Linked DNA regions of Sus scrofa: region 2 is linked to region 1. The links are chromatin contacts, called in public HiChIP or PLAC-seq maps. All regions are on one chromosome and are shown on one strand. Each heading gives the region's core, a stretch centred on a gene start, on an enhancer-like site or on the middle of the called end of the contact. The rest is flanking DNA. Distances are from core to core; before and after follow the strand shown. Region 1 holds the start of TCEAL4 (transcription elongation factor A protein-like 4). Region 2 holds the start of MORF4L2 (mortality factor 4-like protein 2).

The links. HiChIP or PLAC-seq counts read pairs in DNA pulled down with a chosen protein or histone mark.
Region 2: a contact with region 1 is called in an H3K27ac HiChIP or PLAC-seq map of alveolar macrophages. The contact joins the promoter of MORF4L2 here to the promoter of TCEAL4 in region 1. A contact is called at or near these places in 1 of 47 Hi-C or Micro-C datasets (heart right ventricle) and 1 of 2 datasets of contacts at active chromatin or transcription factors (alveolar macrophages).

What each region holds. Positions count from the first base shown.
Region 1 is chrX:84,472,475-84,477,063 of Sscrofa11.1, reverse strand. TCEAL4 (transcription elongation factor A protein-like 4) reads right to left here and starts at 1,832. Exons shown (of 3, transcript XM_005657895.3): 1 at 1,693-1,832; 2 at 1,044-1,116; 3 at 1-677. The coding sequence starts at 655.
Region 2 is chrX:84,563,517-84,568,525 of Sscrofa11.1, reverse strand. MORF4L2 (mortality factor 4-like protein 2) reads left to right here and starts at 2,222. Exons shown (of 4, transcript XM_003360402.4): 1 at 2,222-2,361.

The DNA.
Region 1 (4,589 bases), core at 583-3,082:
CCCTCTGTGGGGCCCTGCAGCCACCCCTGAGTTCCCTTGGGCCCCTGGGGTGGAAGGGGTCCTGTAAACTTTTTTGCATCCACATAAACCCCCCTAGTTTCTGTCTGGTTTTCTTCACCTCATCCTCCACTCTGGCCATCTCGTCAAATTCTCTTATCATCTCCTCATTGCTCAAATGCATATCGTGTATGGCCTCCTTGTATTCCTTGAGACACTGAGCCAGCCCCTTGTTGGTTTTTCTTTTGGCCTTCCTGGGTATATCATCCCCAGCTGGGCGCTTTCCTGCAGCCCTTGGCTCGCTGGCTGGCTTTTCTTCTTTGGGCTTGCCCTCACTCACTGGCTTTCCCTGGCTCTCTGGCTTTGCCTCACTCTCTGCTTTTCCTTCTTTTGGTTTGCCCTCGCCCACTGGCTTTCCCTGGCTCTCTGGCTTTCCTTCTTTGGGCTTTGCCTCACTCTCTGGCTTTTCCTTATCCTTTAGAACTTCCTCATCTTCTGGCTTTCCCCTGTGATCTGTCCTTCCCTTGTTTTCTAACTTTTCCTTGTCTGCCACGGCACAAGCTACTCCTGGCTTTCCCGCATCCTGTGGCTCTTCTTCCTCTTCCATCTTTCCATGGTTCTCAGGCTTTCCTTCATTTTCATTGCAGAGTTTTTCCATGTTGAGATGTCCCCTCTTTCTCCTGTCCTGGGGGTGGGGTAGGGGGAAGAGAAGACAAAGAGGAGACAAGGGAGACTGAGGGCTGGGGGTGGACTGCAGGTTGGGATGGTAGGATTTGCTTCTCGCTCCTTTCTGGGATCCCCAGACCTGGCCCAGCCCTCCTAGTGTGCCTTCTGCCCACCCTTTACCCCACCATTCCTCCCACACACAGGAGCCAATCATTTCTGTTGCAGGCCCTGCCATTTTCCCCCAACGTTTGCTCAGCATGGCAGAGTGTGTGAAGATGTGTTGGGAAGTGGACAGCGGGGTCCCCAATTCTGCCCAGGCCGCGCCCTCCGCACTCTGCACCCCTCTGGGTCGCTGTCCAGTGCTCCCCTACTTCACTGACCTGCGGGGATTCTGGACAGGCTCCTCGTCTTTATGGAGCCCAGCACGGTGCTGGGAACAACAGCCTCACAGACCTGCAGACAGACAGGAGACCGCGGCTGGGCGTCCGGTGGATGCACAGGGACTTGGGTCCCTTTCCTGAATCCCGGCCCTCCTCGCCCAACGTCTCCCTCCCCCATCTCCTCCGCCCCCCCGCACCCCAGCCGCCATTTCTTTTCACGCCTCGGGCGCCAGACTAGGATGTTTTCCAAACTAATTTTGGATCTCTGCGCCCTTCTACCCCAGAGGCAACTCGCCTCTCCACCCTTGAGGTCAACTTTTTACTCTACGGACGGAGTGGCAGAGGGGGGTTATTTCCACTGTCTCACTGCTGGGGCGACCCCCAACTCCCGATCTCACGCTCCAAAATGGACGGAGGGCAGAGAAGAGGAGGTGCGGAAAAAGGGAGAATGAGTACTTGGGGTGTCTGCCTTCCCCACCCTCCGCCCAACGGCCGCTGGATCCCCCTTAGCCGTTTTCCCACCGCCATCTCTATCTACACTCGGGCCAGCTCCCCGCGACCCGGACCCTATTCCCAATCTTTTTCCTTTCCCTGCTCGTTCCTCCTCTCCCGGTGTCCCGCAGGCAGCGACGAGAGCTCTCACACTGACCTGAAAAAACCTGGAGCAACAATTAGGGGCTCGCAGACGGCTCCGGGTCCGACCGCAGGGAGGGAGGGCGGGCACCCGGACCGGTGCCCACTTCGGCGCCCGGCGGTCACGTGACCGTCGCGTCACCTGAGCTCCGCCTCCGCACCCCGCCCACCAGCGGGCATCTGCCAGCTGCCCGCCGCCTCCCTCTGGCAGGTCCCCCCGAACCTCTCCTGGCCCTTTTGTCCTTTTCCTTCTTCCCGAGAAGATGGTCGAGGAAGGAATTTTAATAAAAACCACAGGAGCTTTTTTTTTTTTTTTTAATGGGTTGGGCGGTTCGGGGGTGGAGTCTTGAAAACGTTCCTCTTAAATTACATTGAAAGACGGTACAAACAGTAGAATGTTGCACTTCAGAAAAAAACTAGGAAAAACGTTCCCGTTAAAGTGAAATTATCCCTTTTCCCTGACATGCACAAATTTTCTGAGTTAAATATTTAGATCTAAAAATTAAATTATATTTGAAGCAGAATGAAAGAACGATTCTTTTTCTTCCCCCCAAGGGAGAGACTGAATACATAACGGACAATGAGCAGACCATATATGACAATAGAATTATGACCCACAACCTCTGTAGCAAGCAGCCCCAGAAGCCAAACCCCAGTCTTTACAGCAATCTTCAGGATTTGATCAATGACTGCCAGACTCCTTATTTTTGCTTTGCCAACTAGAGAAATCTAAATATGCTTCCCAAATCAATCACATTAAATGAGACTGCTTCTAGCTACATGCCTCCAGTTTTTCCATGCCAACGACGTCCAATCAGTGAAAACTTGGTCTTCCCCTTTTCACTCCAAAGCTTTCCCATTCCCCTGCTTGCCTTTAGTCTCTGCCAAATACAAGTTATGGTGGCTAGCTCCCTTGTTATAACAAGCTCTGAATAACCAGCCTCTGCTTCTACATAAGCTTTTTGTATGGAAGGCCTTTAAAAATGTAGTAACAGAGAGAAGAACAGATAAGGACAGCGTTGATGGATTTGATTACATAAAAACGTGTACCAGATTTGTTAAGGGATTGGGGACATGCATTCTTCCCTGCTCTTGTTGATTGTGTTGGTGAACATCATCTGAAGGGCAACTTTGTAAATTGCTTAAAAATAAAAATATTTGATATTTCGGTCCAACAATTCCACATCTAACATTTACCCATGGAGATAATAAGGTGCTAAAATATAATCTTATGTTTTAAAACATTTTATTGTTATCTTTGGGTGTTTGGTTAGAAAAATAATCCTTTTATGTTGAGTGCTCAATAGTGGTAAAACTAATTATTAGCTATCCATAATCCCAGGTTACTATGGATGGTGGGACACAAAGGATAACCTCAGGATGTAGTATTGCCCTCTAGAAAATACCACCTTTGTGCTAGGTGCCCTGCTAGCTGTCTTGTCTGATCTGTGTGGGTTTTCATTTATACTGGAAGGAAGAATTCATACTTTAATGAAGCAGAATGATTTATAAAGCTACGATCTTTTTTTTTCTTTTTCTTTTTATGGCCGCACCTCTGGCAAATGGAAGTTCCTAGGCTAGGGATCTAATTGGAGCTGCAGCTGAAGGCTATGCCACAGACACAGCAACACTGGATCCAAGCCACAGCTATGATCTGTGACCTACGCTGCAGCTTGCAACAAGGCTGGATCCTTAATCCACTGAGCAAAGCTAGGGATCGAACTCTCATCCTCAAAAACACTAGTTGGGTTCTTAACCCACTAAGCCACAACAGGGAACTCCACAAATGAATTTATTTTAAAAGTCCAAGACTATAAAATATTGTCGAATGAAATTAAAGAATACCTAAAGAAATGGAAAAATAGCCTGTGTTCATATTGGAAGACTTCATATTGTTAAGATGGGCAATAGTTCCTAAACTGATCTGCAGGCTCAACAGAATCTCTGTCAAAATCTCAGATGGTTTCCTTGCAGAAATTGACAAGCTGATCCCAAAATTCATATGGAAATGCAACGAACTCAGAATAATCAAAACAATCTTGAAAAGGAAGGATAAAATTTGAGGCCTTACACTTCCTGATTTCAATTCTTACTATTAAGCTGTAGGAATCAAGACAATGTGATACTAGCATAAGGACATATAGACCAAAGGGATAGAATTGATAGTACAGAAATGAACCCTCACATTTACAGACAATTGATTTTCAACCAGAGTGCCTAGAAAATTTAGTAGTGGAAGAAGAGTCTTTTCAACAAATTATGGTGGAGAGGAGTTCCCATCATGTCGCAGCAGAAATGAATCCGACTAGGAACCATGAGGTTGTGGGTTCGATCCCTGGCCTTGCTCAGCGGGTTAAGGATCTGTCATTGCCATGAGCTGTGGTGTAGGTCACAGACGTGGCTCAGATCCCAAGTTGCTGTGGCGTAGGCTGGCAGCTGTAGCTCTGATTAGACCCCTAGCCTGGGAACCTCCATTTGCCCTGGGTGTGGCCCTAAAAAAGGACAAAAGACAAAAAAAAAAAAAAAAAAAGAAAGAAAGAAAGAAAGAAAAGAAAAGAAACAAATTATGGTGGACAAAAAATGAATTTGGACCCTCATGTCACATCATATACAAAATTTAACTCAAAATAGGTCAAGTTCTAAATATAAAAGCTAAAACTATTAAACTTTCAGAAGAAAATTAAGGTGTAATTCTTCATGATCTTGGGCTGATCAATGGTTTCTTAGATATAACATTAGAAGCTCAAGCAATAAAGAAATATGGGAAAATGGGATTTCACCAAAATGTCAAACTTTTTAAAATTAATTAAATTTAATTTAAAGGACACTATTAAAAAGTGAAAAGCAACCCACAGAAGAGAAGAAACATATTGAAAGTAACATGTCTGATAAGGGACTTATATTTAGAATACA
Region 2 (5,009 bases), core at 973-3,472, 91 kb before region 1:
TAAAATAGACCATGCCTAGCTCTGGTGCTGAAAAAGCAGAGGAAATGACTTTTCCTGGGCACCTGCCGTGAAATACATACCATGTTAAGCCTTTTACATACTTTATATGTGCTAAATCAGCACTGTCCCATAACATCGTCTGTGATGGGAACGTTTTGTATCTCTCGGTATCTGATTTGGCACTAACACTAGCCAAAAGTAGCTACTGAGCCCTTAAAATATGGTACTACTGAGGAACTAGATTTTTAATTTTACTTAAATTTAATGAATTCAAATGTGTCTAGTGGCTGCTGTATTGGATACTGCAGCTCTAAGATTATGATGCAGGAATATTTGTTCCCACTTAATATATGGTGAAACTGAGGCTCAGAAAAATTAAAGAACTTGCTGAAAGTCACATATATGTAAATAACTAAACCAGATTCAAAACCAAGCAATTGAAGGTTTAGCAGAGTAGTAATGTCAGGTACACTAGGAATTACCTAGGCTCCACTACTTACAAGTTATATAACCAAAGAGAAATAATTATAGACTCTAGAACTCACTTTCAGCATCTATAAAATAATTATCACCTAATTTATAGGCTCATTGTTGGGATTAATGGCTTAGAGCTATTAAGGAACTGTGGCTTTCAATAACTGTTTTCTCACTATCCTTTTTCCTTCTCTGCACATGGAAGAGGTTTATAAATAAACTAAAAAAAGACAACTGCAGGGTAGAGAGAGCATTTGGGAAACATAAAAGCAAGAGAGGAAACACATGAGATTTTATGTGGTATCTATAGAATGGAGATAAGGGAAGGTATGAAATCATCTAAATATTTCCATTTCCCTGCCCTCTTCTTGATGCTCTAATCAACAGTAGCCAAAGCAGAAAACAAGGTATCTGTAATGTATTTTGAGACCCTGAAAGACAAGCTGTTTTGGCTGAATAACAGAGTACTGGCAAGGGCTTGAGTTCAAGGGGCAGGTAAAGTTCAATCCTGGTTCCTGTACTTCTGTATGCACTTGAGAAAATAATTGACTCTGCTACACAATAATTTTTAATCTGTGAAACGGGACAGAGAACATGCAGGGTGTCTCAATAGAACATGTACTTTTTTTTTTTTTTTTTTTTTTTTTTTTGGCTTTACATTCTGCAGCACCCTCTAGTGGAGTGTACAAAAATAAGCATTTTATTTCTGCTCTTCAAAGCAGTGCTTTTTAACTTCGGTGTGCGCTGGAATAACCAGAACAGTTTGTTATCTGTCGTAACACAGAAAGCCAAACCCTACTCCTAGAATTTCTGACTGGTTAGGTTGGAGGTGAGGCCTGAGACTATAAATTTCTGACAACTTCCCAAAAGGTGATAATGATGCTACCGGTGAGTCTGGGAAACACACTTTGAGAACCTCTGCTCTAAACCTCACCCATTCCCCGGGGGGGGGGGGGGGTGTATGTGTGCGTATTTATGAGCGCATACCTGCGTGCATGCACACATGTATAGGATCTATAACTGAAAGAGGTACAACTTTTGTTTGATTTTGATTAGTATCCATCTAATAAGGATTTTGTGAAGAAGAAAAGAATATCTGTGTGAAGAATATGGTAACACTACCTAAAACACAGAAGGCATGCAAAAAAAAACCTGAAAGCACAGCATATAAATCCCAGGGCCTCAGAACTAGTAAATGGTGGAGTAAGGTTTAAAATCAGGTCTTTGACTCCAAAAACATAATACGGTTTACCAGTACCACTACAGAAAACAGGGTAGAAACACATACCTAATCATAATTTCAAGAGGAAAAGAAAATCAGTTTTCAGTAATTGGGTCCAAGTCCAGTAAAGATGTATGTCTTTACTAACTAAACAAGCCATCTATATTTTCACTTGGGGTGGGGGTGGGTAAGGGTGAGGGAAGCACTTGAAGTGAAGATCCTAACCCCAGAGACGCTTCCAATCTTCATCAGCACCAGTACCTCAAGTCTTTCATCAGTTCTGACTGCCCACCCCTGGCAAAAAAAAAAAAAGGCAAGAAAGAAAGAAGAATGGGAGGGGTGATTTTTTTTAATAAGGAAATGAGGTAAAACATTTGTATCTAGGGCCATAGTCTCCTGATAGAGCAATTAACAGAAATTAAATTGATTTTTCCCCAGCAATGAAATATATATGAGTGATTTCTATAGATTGAAGAGTTCAGCAAATCAGAAAGGGGGGGGGAATCCCATAATTCCAGGGACCAAACAGCCAATCCTTTGATGGAATTTGGCGGCATCTAGTGGCAGATGCAAAAGGTATAAACCTCATCCAGAGAACTTTCTGGAAAATTAACTGAGCGCGTACTTGCCTGAAGAGCACACTGCTTGGAGATCAGGAGTGAAAGGTAAGAGAGCCTCAACTCCTACAGAAATTGGGAGTCCCTAGTGGAGGGGAAGTCTGTTGTATATAGATATTCTCTGCAGAAAATTGTTTGTGCCAAGAGAATTGTACAAAACTTGGGGAAGGGGGGAGGGGAGGGAGCGGGTAAGAGGTGGGGAGAAGGTTATTAGGGAACAGGAAAGAAACTGTTTCGTGGAATTGCTAATATAGGAACGGGAAGGTTCGGCTTTTAACCACTGGAGGGCTAGGGTTTAATACAGGATTTTGACACGGAAAAAAACGTGGGAAGAAAGTGTAATTTTAGGGTTTAAAATTAAATCGATGAGAGATCGAAATATCCCTAGCAAAGACCCTTTATCTTAGTTACGGTCGCCTTGCCTTAACTATTTAATGATTTTCCTTTTCATCAGAACAATATTCAAACCTACGAAAGTAGAAAACGATTCTTACAGAGCGCGCGCCCCCGCACACATCCGTGCGCGCGCGTGTACACACACTCACACACACACACACACACACACACGAAGGCGCACGCACCCGCTCGGCGACACACAACGGCCCCAACGCTAGGGGCGCACGCCTGCGCACACCCGCCTCCAACGCCACGAGGCCTGGCGTTCGCGCATAAGCCATCCCCAAGGCCACGCGGGCTCGCCTGCGCACAAACGCCGTGGCCCTGACACCACACGGCCGCAGCACGCCGCCACCCGCCACCAGCATACACACCGAAACCCCACTCTGCCTTTTTTTTTTTCTCCAAGAGTTGCGCAAGAGGTTGGGGGCGTGGCCCCAGATTTGACCTCGCGCTTCCCCACTCGCGGGAACTTTAGCTCATTTCCGCCCATCCTGTTTCCGCAGGCCACGTAGACACTTCCTTTCCCAGTGGAAAAAAAACCCATAATGCCTCCCTGCAGGAAAAAAAAAAAAAAAAAAGAAAGAAAGAAAAAAAAAAAAAGAAAAAACCTCTGGTCAGAGGAACTCTGGGTCGTGAAAATAGGCCACGTGAACACCCTGCCCTATAGACTTATGACCCAACTGCTGTCGCGCTTTTGGGGGGCGGGCTAAGAACCTAAGAGGGCGAACGTCATTGGCCACAGTCCGCACTAAAGGAGGAAGGTGATTGGTTTTCCTCAAGTCTTAACCGTGAAGAAGCAGGTTGCTAGCACCCGCCTTTACTGCGGCTAAGTGTCATTGCTGACGTGGTGGGCTTCCACCAATCATTTGGTTATGGAACATTCTAAAACTTAGGCAAGACGATTGTGATTGGCTAGAGGGCGTAAGCCCGCCTCCAGGGTGACGTGTCTGCCTATGGATATCAGTTGCCAGAGAAACCTGGCTTTACTATGGCGGTTGGAGGGTCGGCAGTGATCACACGTCGGCTGCTGGAAAGAACTGGATTCTCGTTTCAGGTTTCGGGGTGGGGGTGGGGAGAAAGGGTTGCCGATTTCCTCTTATCGTTGCGTATATAGACAAGATTAACTGATGGCTTCACAATCAGGCAGAGCTAGATTCAAATGCCTACTCGCCAACGCCCAGCTTGGGCTGGCTCCCGTTCTTTCTGTGTCTCGGTTTCCATGTTTGTAAAATGGTGATAATAATAGTATCTACCTCAGAGACGTGTGCCTCAGAGGCGTGTGCTGTATATTAGTGCGTATAACTAACGAATGCAAAGTAATATAATATAATACGCTTAATAACTTAATATGAAGCCTGACTCCGGAAGATATTAGCTGTTATTATGGAGAGAAAAAAACGCGTAATAGAGAAAGAAAACATAAATTATGTAAAGTCGTTCATTATAGTGTTTTTCCTGCCCATCATCTCCTCCCCTAGAAGAAATTCGAGATATAAAAGAGACGTATCAGTTTTTACCGATGGAATAGTTTATTTGGGAATTGCCTCAAAATAGCGGGGATTGGAATTTTCCATATTGAAAAGTTTAAAAAAAAAGCGGCGGGGGGGATGGGGGTGGGGAGAGATGGAGAATGAGCGAGCTGGAGATGAACCACATGCGATGAGTAGGCCTTGTTTGGATCCTGATTCGGACACATTAACTATATTTTTTTAAAAAACTGTTTAAGATGCATCGGGATATTTTGAAGTCGTATTCAAATTCGATTTTTTGGGGGAAATTGATGACGATGTTTTAGACGTTAAAATGGTATTGTGGTTATGGTTTCAAATTGTCTTTAGCTTGTAGCAATATATATGAAAATACGGATTAAATAGTAAAATGTCTGAGATTGGCTTCAAAATATGTTGATATCTATGATTTGCTTCAAAATAATCTCAGCGGTAGGGGGACGTGGGGAGGGGTATAGATGAAACCAAATTGGCCCTAAGTTAATCGTTTAAGCTGAGTGATGGGCATATATGATTTCTTAAATTATACTGGCTTTCTTGGTATATGTTTGAAATTTTCCATAATAAAATACAGAAAGTCAGCTATTCACTGAGCTTGAAAAAAACGGAGTGGGGGGGGAGCAGTGGGTGGGGTTATAGATAAAACAAGATGGCCTTCAGTTGGTAATTGTTGAAGCTGGAGGATAGATTCGCATAGGCTTATAATATTATTCCCTCTACATTTTTATCCATTTGCAATTATCCTTAATTAAAATTTTTTAAAGGCAAAAACAAACTAGTTTATCAGAA